2 separate regions of the Capra hircus genome follow, and region 2 is linked to region 1. Evidence: chromatin contacts called from public Hi-C data. All regions are on one chromosome and are shown on one strand. The core of a region is the stretch at or near the end of the contact, and the rest is flanking DNA. Distances in the headings are between cores, read along the strand shown. Region 1 has its middle 9.4 kb from the start of FCRL6. Region 2 overlaps CFAP45 (cilia- and flagella-associated protein 45).

What was found. A called contact is a pair of places that touch in the nucleus more often than the background predicts.
Region 2: a contact with region 1 is called in a Hi-C map of blood, with 4 times the contacts expected there. The contact joins two enhancer-like sites. A contact is called at or near these places in 2 of 5 Hi-C or Micro-C datasets (blood and liver).

Annotation. Positions count from the first base shown.
Region 1 is chr3:110,020,240-110,026,375 of ARS1.2, reverse strand. No RefSeq gene overlaps it. Among named protein-coding and RNA genes, the nearest start is that of FCRL6, 9.4 kb to the left of the region's middle. Within about 2 kb of position 3,320, at least 2 of the 5 cell types and tissues checked have an H3K27ac peak or open chromatin away from gene starts, as enhancers often do.
Region 2 is chr3:110,131,300-110,137,435 of ARS1.2, reverse strand. CFAP45 (cilia- and flagella-associated protein 45) reads left to right here. Exons shown (of 12, transcript XM_018046356.1): 2 at 1,385-1,510; 3 at 4,372-4,508. Among named protein-coding and RNA genes, the nearest start is that of CFAP45, 20 kb to the left of the region's middle. Within about 2 kb of position 3,530, at least 3 of the 5 cell types and tissues checked have an H3K27ac peak or open chromatin away from gene starts, as enhancers often do.

The DNA.
Region 1 (6,136 bases), core at 2,071-4,570:
AGTAGCAACCAGCAGGAGGCTGCTGAACTGTCACCCTATTTTGACCTTCTCCTCTCACCCCACCCCTCGGTTCTCTTACTCTTAAATAAGTGGGTCTTATGGGAAGATTTTCCTACCTTGCATGGTCTTGTTTATTTGCTTGGTTTTGGTTCTGTTGTTGAGGGCTTTGTTTTGTTTTGGCCATACCACAAGGTATGTAGTATCTTAGTTCTCCCAACCAGGGATCAAACCTGCCCCCTGCAGTGGAAATGCAGAGTCTTAACCATTCCCTGGTAGCTCAGTTGGTAAAGAATCCACCTGCAATGCAGGAGACCTCCGTTCAGTTCCTGGATTGGGAAGATGCCCTGGAGAAGGGAAAGGCTACCTACTCCAGTATTCTGGCCTGGAGAATTCTATGGACTGTATAGTCCATAGGGTTGCAGAGTTGGACATGACAGAGCGACTTTCACTTTCTCACTTCCTCAACCACTAGACTGCCAGGAAGTCTGAGATTTCCCTACCTAACGTGCTTGGTTGTCTCTGAGTTAACCTAGTATCCAAATAACTCAGCACCTCTATTCCTTCCCTTCTGGCAATGAGAGATCATCAATTTCTTTGAAGGGGGGGGGTCCCATTTAATCTATGTTTCTTTGAATCACAACTCCACCCCACCTCAGTTTCCTTACTTTTGACTGTACACATACTCATCACATTCTTCCTTGCATTTTTTTCCCCCTAAATAGTATGTTAATGTTTTTTTCAGTTGTGCTTCGGATAGGGCAGCCTAGAAGCCTGTGGTCACCAAAAGTAGCCTTAGAAATTAGGGAATGGTTTCATAGACGCAACTGGAAATGGATGGAGACACATTCTTCCCTGGAGACTAAGGAAGAAAAGCATATCAATTAAAGCAATAAATTGGATTTTTTGAGTTTTTTTTGTTTACCATTGTCAAACATAATCTATATCACGCATTTCTACAGAATGCATAAAATAGGTCAGATTTCATTTTCTTCAGTTTTCTTATTTTCTCCTCCTGTTCCCTGAATAATGGGAAGACGGTAGACGTGTGTATTTAGAGAAGGTGGTGGTAGAGGATTGGGTGCACTGGGCCCTGGAGTTGGACGCCCGTGAGCAAATAAAAACTAAAAAGTGGCAACGAGGTATCTGGAAACGAGCACGGGGTTTGAGTCAGACAGACCAGAGTTCGGGTCCTGGGCACAGGGTTTGAGTCAGACAGACCGGAGTTCGGTCCCGGCTCAGCTGCATTCACTGTGCACCTTGGGTTTCACTCTCATCCGTCTCCTGCTGCACCAGTTTCTCTCTCCACTGGGTTCCTTTCGTCCGCCTGTAGTTGTGCACAAGTACCATCCCAAACCAAACGAACCTTGCCCTCTGCCTTCCTCATCCCTTTCAGCCTCCCCCCATGCTTCTCCTCCCTTTACTGCCAGTTTCTCAGAGGAGTCGCCCACAAACCCTGTCTCCTCTTCTGCAACCCCTCCCCAGTTCTCACTCTTGGATGATCTGACTTCAGCCCCCACCATACCACTGACCCACTTCTGTCACTCACGATGGCTCCTCTGTGTCCAGCCTCAAGGACCTGCCCCCTGATCGCCTGGCTCCTCAGCAGCATTTCCAAAAGTCGGGCTGCTTCTCTCCTGAAACACTCTCGACATCCATCACCTCCCCCTCGTCTGACCGTCTCCTACTTCTCTCGCTAATCCTTCTTAGTCTGTTTACTGGACCCTTTTCTTCCTGACATTGAATGTAGGGGTTCTCAGAGCTCAATCCTGGGATCCCCTCCCTTCCCATCTCTTCTCTGTTTATGCTGTTTCCCTGGCCCCACAGCATTAAATAGTGTAAGGCAACCCCAAATTTACATATCCTGACCTGACCCGATCTCTCTGGTGGACTCTGACCCTGAATATACAACTGTTGGTTCTCCTCCTCCACTGGGGTGGTTCACAAATATTTCAAACTTTGCATATCCAAAAGAAAACACTTTGTCCCTCTTCTTGCTGGGAACAAATTACCCTTCCACTGTTCCCACCCTCTTCCCCATGTTTTCTCATCTCAGTAAGCATCACCACTCAGAAACTTCAGAGCCATTTCTTACTGCTATTCTATTATCTAGTTCTATAGGTTCCTCTCCAAAATATGTCTCAAATCCACCTCATTCTCTCCATCTTTACTGCTACCTATAATGGAGTTCCTGATATCTTTTGCCTCCATCACTGGGAAAGCCTCTTTATTTCTTTTCCACGCCTCTGCTCTTGCCCTCCCATGCTTTTCACAGAGAAGAAAGACCTGACTTAACACGGAATATAAACAGATCCACTGTAAACACTCCCTGACTTGCACCAGAATGAAACATACCCTGTTTTGTAAAGCCCAGAAGGGGGAGCCTCGGCTTTCTAGCCTCATGTGAAGCCAGCTGCTTCTCTTCCTTTGCTGTGGATCATCCTTCAGGTCTGTGAACTACCTCAGAGCTTTCCTCCTCACAGCTTTCATCTGCTGCTTCTTTTGCCTCTGAGCCTCTGCCCCTGCCCTCACCTCTTCTTCCCCCCTCCATAGAGTGTAATGATATAAAATTAAGGAAAGTGTTATAGATAAAGTAAGAAGCATCTGAATACTCACCACCCAGCTCTATTTAAAATGCTGTCTTATTTGCTTCAGATTTTTGTCTTTCTTAATGGAATAAAGTAGTATGGAATTAGCTGAAGACATCTTGCCCCTGGACTCCTTCCTAATTCTTGTCTCTCTTCTTTCCCAGAAGTAACTTCTGAATTTGGTATTCATCATCCCCCTACCCCCGTCTTTTTTTTTTTTATTTTACTTTCCTTACATGCCTTTGTATCCATCAACAATATTTAGTTTGCAGATATTGTGGGAGGGTTTTATTGTGGGAAGATTCTGCAACTCACCCAGTTCTTCAGCATGGTTTCTGAGAGGGATCTATACTGAAACAGGTGGTTCTGGCTGTTATTTCTACGAAGGCACAGTATTTCATTGGATACAAATGTCCAACTTGATTTATTCTCCTAATGATCAATTATAGTGCCATTTTCAATTTTTGGCCATTATATACAAGGCTGCAAAGAACATCTGAACACATCTCCTTGTACACATACTTGAGAGTTTCTCTAAGGTAAAAGCCTTAAAATCGGAATTTCTGAGTAATTTCTGCAACTTTGCTAGGTAGTGCCGGATTGCTCTTCAAAGGGGTTGAACAGTCTCCACTCCCACCGCAGCCGGGACGTTTCCCGAGCTCCTTATTCTCACTACCGAGCTGCCGAGCTCGGTCAGGCCTCCAGGGGGCGCCGTGCAGCTCCCTGTAATTCGTGGCGGCCGCGCCGCAGCTGCCGGACGCCGCTTTTCTCCCTGCTATTAATAGTTCGTGGTCCGCCGGGCCAGCAGTCATTGCTGAAGGCGGTATCTCAGGGACACGTTTAGGGCAAGCTCCAGCCCCTGGGTCGCTGGGAGATGTCGTCTTAATCCTCCTCTCTTCCAAATCTTTTCTAAAATTTGAAAGCAGTACGAAACAAAAACTTCTCCGTCTTGAACTAAAACCAAACAAGAACCTAGGTTCCTAAAAGAAACATCTGTATGCTTAATATCCGAATATACAATGCTAACATGTTAACCTCTGTGTTTGCTTCAGATGTTTTCTTTTTAAGACACAAAACATTCCAGTTACACTTGGAATTCTCTTCCTGTTCTTTCACCTCTTTGCCTTCGGGAGGAGGTTAAGATCCTGAGTTTGGCGAGTATCCAAACGATACATTTGCATAACATGTATGTATCCATAAACAATGTATAGTATTATTTATTTTTTATATACACAAGTGGTATTCTGTACCGAATACTCCTGCAGCTTTATTTCCTATGCACACATTGTTTCTAAGATATATCTAGCTCATTCAGTGTTTATCTATTCTCCTAGCAATGTATTTTTTATATTGTTTTCAGCTTTTGCGTATTTAAACAATGCTGCATGCACACTTCAGGAGGGTGAAGATGTTTGTGTTTTGTTCATGTTTACTTTTGAGCCCCTTACAAGTGTGTCTGGTACATGGAAGTTACTTGATAAATTTGCATTGAGTGAATGAATAAATGAATAGCCTCATACATGTTTCTAGGTGACCCACATGCAGACTTTGCCTAGAATATACATATAAAAGTGAAGAGGCTGGATTTTCAGGTGAACTCGGCATGTTACTCTCCAAGGTTTACTATTGTTTGGGTTTCCAGCTGACGAGTGCCAGCCAGGACAGCCCTGGGACCCAGGGTGGTCTGGCGTTCGTAGCAGTTTCCATGCGTCTGAGATCCTGCATGTTCCTGTGGTGGGAGCTGTCTTTGGTGTCCCTGGCACTGCCACTCCTTGGCACACAGCATGTCCTTTACTTACAGGAGAATGTGCCATCTGGTCTGTTTGGCTCCTCTGTATTTGACAAATTGACCACTGTTGGGAGAAGAGAAGGCAAGTTCAAAGTTAAGCTGATGGGTGTAATGGGAGAGAGGGCTGGAGAGCAGGGTGCAACTGAGGCAGAAGGATGAACTCAGAGGGCACCCCTTGGCTTTGGGACAGCAGGGAGAGAAATGCCAGGTGCTGGGCTGAATGCAGCCCCAGGGGTCACCTTTCCCGTGGGCCTGTGAATCGGGCCAATAGCTCAAGATGCGAAATGAGACTCCAGTGGATCCGCCAGAGCAGTGGGTGTGCAGGAGCCAGTACCCGCTGCCATCGGAAAGGCCCACTTTTCTAGCATGTAGGATGACACACACTTGAGATCCTTTCCCGTTTGGAAATCATTAAAAAATGATAACCTGCAAACTCAGAGGGTGAGCACTCTGACTTAAACAACCCTTCTTCTTTCTTTTGCAAAGCATTAAAGTCATTAACTTCCAGCAAGCAGGGAAAGGTTCTTACTTTTCTCTTCTGAGAAGTGTTAAAAATCAGCTGCTATGAGACCTTGTCTGTCACTGGCGGTGTGAAATCACAGAGAACTGTCCCGCTGCCAAGTTGTGGGGCCATTCTGTCACTGTGTAACCTAGTGGCCTGTCCTCTGCTCAGAAGCCGTGGGGATTTCGCCCTGTGGACCAGGTATGATCCTACCCCTTGGCTGGGAGGTTCTGTTGCCCTTTCACTTTTACTGTCTTAGTTTAACCATGTGTTTGCTGCTACTGGAGGAGGTTTTGCCTCATCTCTGCCAAGTAACCCTACACCTTTCCCTCTCCCTCTCTGTCACCCACTCATCTTGTCCATCTCTTTCTCTAAGCCCCCATGTGTGGACTCATTACCTGATACATAAAATTTGAATTTTTAATAACATCCAACATTTGTATATCCCCCTACGCTATCTGACCACACCCTCCACATCTCACTGAAGGTTCAGCTTCGTGAATTTTACCAGACACATTCCTCTTATCTCTTTAATCACTAAGTGTTTATACATTGCATCTTTTCTAATTACAGGTAATCATCTTTGCAAGCACACTTAGGGGTGTATCCGTCATGTATTCCCCAGTAGATTATACATTCCCCTAAATTTATTATATTCTTTCCATTCCTGGATCTGTGTGCAGATACCCAGGCGGGTGGGGGCATGTCAATTAACCAGTCACCACATGCTTACTGAGCACCCAGGTGCCAGGCATCCCGCTGAATGGGTTTTGGGCATGGTCCTGAGACTCTTGTAGGAAAGAGAGAAGTCGAACAACTGAGTGAATCATTATAGGTAAGCAAAGGGCCACAAGGTAGAACAGATGCTCTGGGAATATGTGTGAGTGTATGTGGGGGTGGTTGGATGCCATTTCCCAGGAAATGGTGTTAAACGGAGACCCACAGTGGGGGTAGAAGTTGGGAGCTAGGCAGAGCTGGGGAACGAATCATCTCAGGCAAAGGGAATAGCATGTGCCCAGACTGTCATGCAGAGAGCATAAAGCATCTGGCAACATGCAGAAAAAAGGGTAATTCAGCTGGCGTGGGTTGCCTCAACCTTATACATTCCAAAAGTCTTCAGGACTGCCTCTGGATCAGCTCCTGTAAAATGACCTCTGAACTCTTGGAATATCCTGCCTGGAAAGAGCACCTCTGTACACCTGAGACCTTGGGCCGGGCCAGAGAGTCTATGCTAACAAAGTGACATGGTGAGTGCCTATT
Region 2 (6,136 bases), core at 2,281-4,780, 110 kb before region 1:
GGAATGGAGGTTGTGTTAGTCAGGGTTCTTGGTTATAAACAACAGAGCCAGAACTCCAATTTAGGGAGAAGGGAATGTATGGAGAGGATTTTGGAGAGTGCACGGAGTTCACGCCAAGGCTGGGCAGCTAGGCTTGGAAAATGAAAACACACAGGGACTGCAGCCAGAACTGAGGCCCGAATCACAACCCGGCACTTGCCTGGCAAAGACCCTTGATGCCACCCCCAGGGCTGGCACTTTATCATGGCAGCTGCTCCTGGTGCCCTTATCAGCATTGCTGCAGACACAGGGTGTGACTGCCACTGCTGCCTTTGTCAGAAGGGGTTTCCACGTCCCCTTCTTATATCACTGGCTCTCTATTCATTGTCAGACTTGGGGGAGCTGATGGCTCACCTAGGTCCTTTGCCCAGGCTTGGAAGGCAGCTATCTGATGTTTTCAGCTTCTACGCTCGGAGATGATCCCTGTCTCCTTCAGCTCATTAGATGGGAGAGACAAGGATCCAACCGAGAAGAGTATTGGATGGCTAAAAACGGACTCAGGCATGCTCAAGGGGTTTCCCCAGTGACTCAGTGGTAAAGAATCTACCTGCAATGCGGGAGATGCGGGTTCGATCACTGGGTCAGGAGGTCCCCCGGGAGGAGGGCATGGCAACCCACTGCAGTATTCTCGCCAGGAAAATCGAGTGTAGCCTGGCGGGCTACAGTCCTTGGGGTCGCAAAGAGTGGAATACAAGTGAAGTGACTGAGCATGCGTGCACATACATGCGCATTCAAGGAGTCCTGAGAGTCAGAGCCTCCTGGTGGACACAAGTTCAGGGTGAACCTGTTTGCCTGATTGCAGCTGGCAGTCGTTCATCCACTGAAGTTTATCAGGCATCAACCACCCGCCAGCTGTGTGCAAGGTGCTTCTCAGCGTTAGTGTCCTCGGATCCCTACCGTAACCTTGTGAGATGGTGGGGGCATGGAGGAGGTCAGATGGTAGCATCAGCTGTGAAGGGGGCTTGGTGTTCAGATGACGAGGTTGGAGGTGACGGCACTGTGCATTTCTGGAGAGGAGAGCCCATGTGGCCTCGCAAGAGACTGCTCGCGGGAAGCGAGAACTGGGCTGACACTGCATCATCCTCCTGCCCTCCTTCCTTCCCTGCTGCGCAAGGGCTTGGACTTCTTCAGCTCAGAAACCTCAGAAGTCCTCCTCCTTGCTGGGCTGGTGTCCAGGGAAGCCACTGCTCCTGTAGGGCGTCTCCTGTGTTTCAGGATTTACCCAGGTGCTTTCCCAAACACCCACCCAACCTTCCCTCAGCACGGGCTGGCGAAGCATCTGCCTTGCCCTGGGTGCAGATGGCGGTCGGTACTGATGAGCCCAAATTTCTGCCTCTCCTTGCAGCCATTAAGCACAGCTGGCGTGCTGAGCTCCGCCTCTACTGCTTCCAACAGGTCAAGGAGTAGGCCTCGCTATCGGACCAAAGCCCTGAGCTCCGAGGTGGATGAGAGCCTTTTTGGAGCTGTCAAGGTAATGGTCACTCAGTCCCTCCAGGGAGCTGTCACCTGGAGGCAGTGACCTGAACTGGCTAGTGTTGCTCAGGACAAAGCTAGCTCTGGACAGGTCACCCCCTCTCCCAGGGAACTCTCAGACTGAAGGAATTGGGGGTTTCTGAGGCTCTAGTGGACAAGCTCAGACACTTTGTGGGGCTCATGTAAACAGGCTACCTGGTTTCCTCCACCCTTGAGATCTTTACATCTGTGCAGCATTTGAAGATGTGTTATAATGCTGAACGGAGGCTCAACTGCTGAACCCTCAGTGTCTGCCTTGCTCAGCGAACGCCCTGTGATGGAAACGTTTGAGTGTCGGTGGCCCAGGCTTGCAGATATAGAACAGCATAATTGTTGTTCAACATAATCCCCCCTCCATCCAAGAATAGCTCAGAGTAGAACACAAATCATCCTTCTTTCCCAGCTGCTCAGCTAAAACAGTTACTTTGCTTTGGAAAACGAGCAAGTAAATATTTATTTGCAAATATCACCCAGTCTAAGAGGTTGATGGCTAGAGAAGGAGAGCCAGAGACTTACTTGGAGCGATCTTGGTTACACGTGACATTCAGAAGGTGGGAAGGGAGGAGAGCAAGAGAATGAGATGCGGAGAGAAGAGCGGTGAGAGACTGAGAAAGAAAAGGGACATTGGAGCTGTTAAGAGAGTAAATCCTAAGAGTTTTCAGCACAGAAAAATTGGTCTGTTTTTTTCAATTTTGTATCGATATGAGATGACGGCTGTTCTCTAAACTTGCTGTGATTATCACTTCATGATGGAAAATCAAATAGTTATACTATACCTTAAACCTAAACAGTAGGGTCATGAAGACAAGGCTATGGTTTTTCCAGTGGTCATGTATGGATGTGAGAGATGGACTGTAAAGAAAGCTGAGCACTGAAGAATTGATGCCTTTGAGCTGTGGTGTTGGAGAAGATTCTTCAGAGTCCCTTGGACTACAAGGAGATCCAACCAGTCCATCCTAAAGGAAATCAGTCCTGGGTGTTCGTTGGAAGGACTGATGTTGAAGCTGAAACTCCAATATTTTGGCCACCTGATGCTAAGAGTTGACTCATTTGAAAAGACCCTGGTGCTGGGAAAGATTGAAGGCAGGAGGAGAAGGGGATGACAGAGGATGAGATGGCTGGATGGCATCACCGACTCAATGGACATAAGTTTGAGTAAACTCCGGGAGTTGGTGATGGACAGGGAGGCCTGGCATGCTGAGGTTCATGGGGTTACAAAGAGTTGGACACAGCTGAGTGGCTGAACTGAACTGAAACAGTAGGTCAACTATGTCCCAATAAAACTGGAAGGGAGGGAAAAAGAGAGAAAAAAATAGAGGAAAGGGAAAAAGAAGAAAGACACCAGTAGTGGTTTAAGCACTGGCGTGAACACCACTAGCTGCAGGTGGACCAGGGAGAGAAGAGTTGATGTCTCTCCTTTGTTGCAGTTCAGTTGCTAAGTTATGTCCAATTCTTTGTGACCCCACAGACTGCAGCACACCAGGCTTCTTAGTCCTTTACTATCTCCGGGCGTTTGCTCAAACTCATGTCCATTGAGTCAGTGATGCCGTCCAACCATCTCATCCTCTGTTGCCTCCTCCTCTTGCCCTCAATCTTTCCCAGCATCAGGATCTTTTTTGATGTCTACCCTTACCCTTCAGTCTTCTCACTGTGAATCAAAAAGGACTTTCCAGATTGTTCCAGATGGGTATCTTTCTGCCTTTAGAAGCTGTTTCCTATTGACAAGGGAAAGAATCAAAGCAATTCACTTTCACTTACAGTCATGTTGTTTATTTGTCTTGAGTCCATGGGGACTCTTCTAGCTAAAGTGAAGACAGGTTTGGAAATGGCCCACTTCTCCAGACTTAGTCCTGCTGGCTTGCCAAAGGGGGCGGTGGCACACTGCCTATTCCTGGCTCAGACTTCTGGGCTTATTGTTGGACCAGAGTCTCGGAAGCCTCCCAGCCGGCAGCAGAGGGCAGAAGCGGCCTGTGACCTGACTGAGTTGAGCCACTTGGAAGCAGAGACGGGCGCCAGGCGGCAGCAGCACCCCGGGAACGGGTGTGCGCAGTGCCGGTCTCCAGACAGGAAGGGCTCCACCTAAGCCATGCCCCTGCCTGCACTCAGGATCGCAGACACTGTGTTCATGACACATGAAGTCCTCTCCTCTGTGGACAATTCCCTGAAACAAATGATTTTGTTTTCTTGTTATCTAACTCCTTCATGGTCAGAAAGTTGAAAAAACTCATGTATCTAATTTGTGTTTTCCTTGCTGAATTCTAACTCACTGACTGCCTCATCATATTAGATTTAAGGGCAGATCCACCAGGCCATATTTCTAACTTCCCCCATAGGGCTTTTTTTGGGGGGGGGGGAATCAAAGTAAATGAATAATTAGAAAAGATTGAAAATAACAAATATCATAGATTGAATGTGTCCCTAAGGAACTGTATGCTAAAGACCCTCAATGTGGTCCAAGAGAGCTAATTAGTTTTTCTTTTGTAAATGATGGAGGGAGAAGAACCAAAATACCCCAAATTTTCATTCCTGATGGTTTCAGGTTAGGAATGGACACACACTAGCAAAACTCTCCCTGGGCCTCCAATCCCTCTGGGAGTATCTGCACGCATTATAGAGAAGCCTTGCTCTCAGAGAGCCGGTTGTTACAGATCACATCTGGCCGCCACGCTGCTTGCTCAGTGCCCTGGCTACTCTGGGTACCCCTGCAGTCTGGGCTCCAGCTGATTTCCCCTGACGCTGGATGGGGTGGAGATGCCACCCTCTGCTAACCAGCAAGAAGTGGGGTGACCAGCTTCTAAGCTGCCCTTCCTGACCCCCCAGCCCCTGACCCGGAGTGACAGCCCCATCGTGCTGCTCCGAGACAAGCATGCCATTCGGAAAACCCTCACAGCGCTGGGCTTGGACCACAAGCCGGAGAGCATCCAGCTCATCACCCGGGACATGGTCCGGGAGCTAATGTGAGTACCCAGGGCACGGAGCCCTTCTGTGAGGACATGTGTTGGGGGAGGGGGAGCCCACCTGGTCTCGTCCTGTCGCTGAGGACCCCACCTCTTTCCTATCCATTTCCTGCCTTTGGTTCCTTGGTTCCTGTTTCTTCTCCATTTTGACCTGCTTCTCCCCGCCTTGTATCTATTACCGCCACTGCCCTCGATTCCCAGCTACTGGCTACTGTGGGTCCTGTGGGGCTGGTAGATGGTAGGTTCTTGGGGGAGGGGGTCCCTTCTGAGCCCTGAATAGTGCACTGGGTCGGGGAGGTGTCCAGATGAGTCATTTCCTTCTGGCCTCATCAAGAATCTGAAGCAAAGGAAAAACTGACCAGATGCCTAATTAGTCCCAGGGCTTCTTCCCAGGCTCTGAGGCCAGAAGAGGAAATTCCCCAAAGCTCTGGGGTTCCTTTGGGATTAGCTCAGCACAGCTTCCTGACTGCAGCAGCCCCCTTGCTTGGGCCCCTCCTGCGGGGTTAGGCCCAGCTCAGTCACATGAAGGGAGCCAACCCTGTCACTCAGAGGTTCAGCTCTTCTGCTGGTGCTCCATTCTCTAAACCGTTCTTCCAACTATGGCTCCACTCACGACACACTTGCATTCCCAGAAAATGCATCCTATTTCGCGATCTGGGGAGGCAGGGCTGGTCCACAGGTCCAAGAGCGCCGTCTGGTCAGCTCTGGCGTTGAAGGGCCAGATGTGGTAGTGGCCCTGCAGACACACTTGTGGCCCAAGAAAGGGCTCCTTCTCTTTATTTATTTATTTGTGTGCTTAGCTGAGTCGGGTGTTAGTAGGGGCACATGGGATCTTCCTTGAGTCCTGAGGGATGTCAGGCTCCAGCATGCGCAGGCTCAGTGCTTGCGGTGTGCAGGCTTAGTCGCTCTGCCAAATGTGGGGTCATAGTTCCCAGCCAGGGAAGGAAACAGTGTCCCCTGCATTGCAAGGCAGAGTCTTTTCTTTTTAATGTATTGTTAATTGAAGGATAATTGCTTTATAGTATTGCACTGGTTTCTACCAAACACGCACATGAATCAGCCATGGGTTTACGCATGGCCTCTCCCACTTAAACATCCCTCTTACCTCCGTCCCCATCCCACCCCTCTAGGTTGTTACCAAGCCAAACAGATTCTTAATCACTGGACGACCAGTGAAGTCCCAAGGGCTCCTTCGTGGACTGGTCCAGCCCTAAAAACACATTGGAGGCGAAGTCTCGGGTAACTTGTCAGGGTTCTGAGAACAACACGAGACGCTGTCTCAGATTCACATCATTCCTAGTCACTCCAGATACCAGGCTGTTTGGGGCCACAGCACCCAGGGAAAAACAAAGTCTTGGCTAAGCCTCAAGTCCACTTACTCATGTGTCCACCTCCTGGACACCTCTCCTCAACCAGTTTTATGGGATGAGGTTTCACTTCCTGCCTCCGACCATCTGCGTCTGTTTGCCATGTGCCTGTTAGACGCCCCACCCAGAAGCAGCTTTATGCCCACTCCCCTGCTCCATCGCTAATGTATGTCATCTGTTTGTAATCATTATAATTACCTATTGGTTTGTTGAATGCGTTGGGCAGCTAGGAAAGTCTGTAGACATGTCTCTGGCTATTGT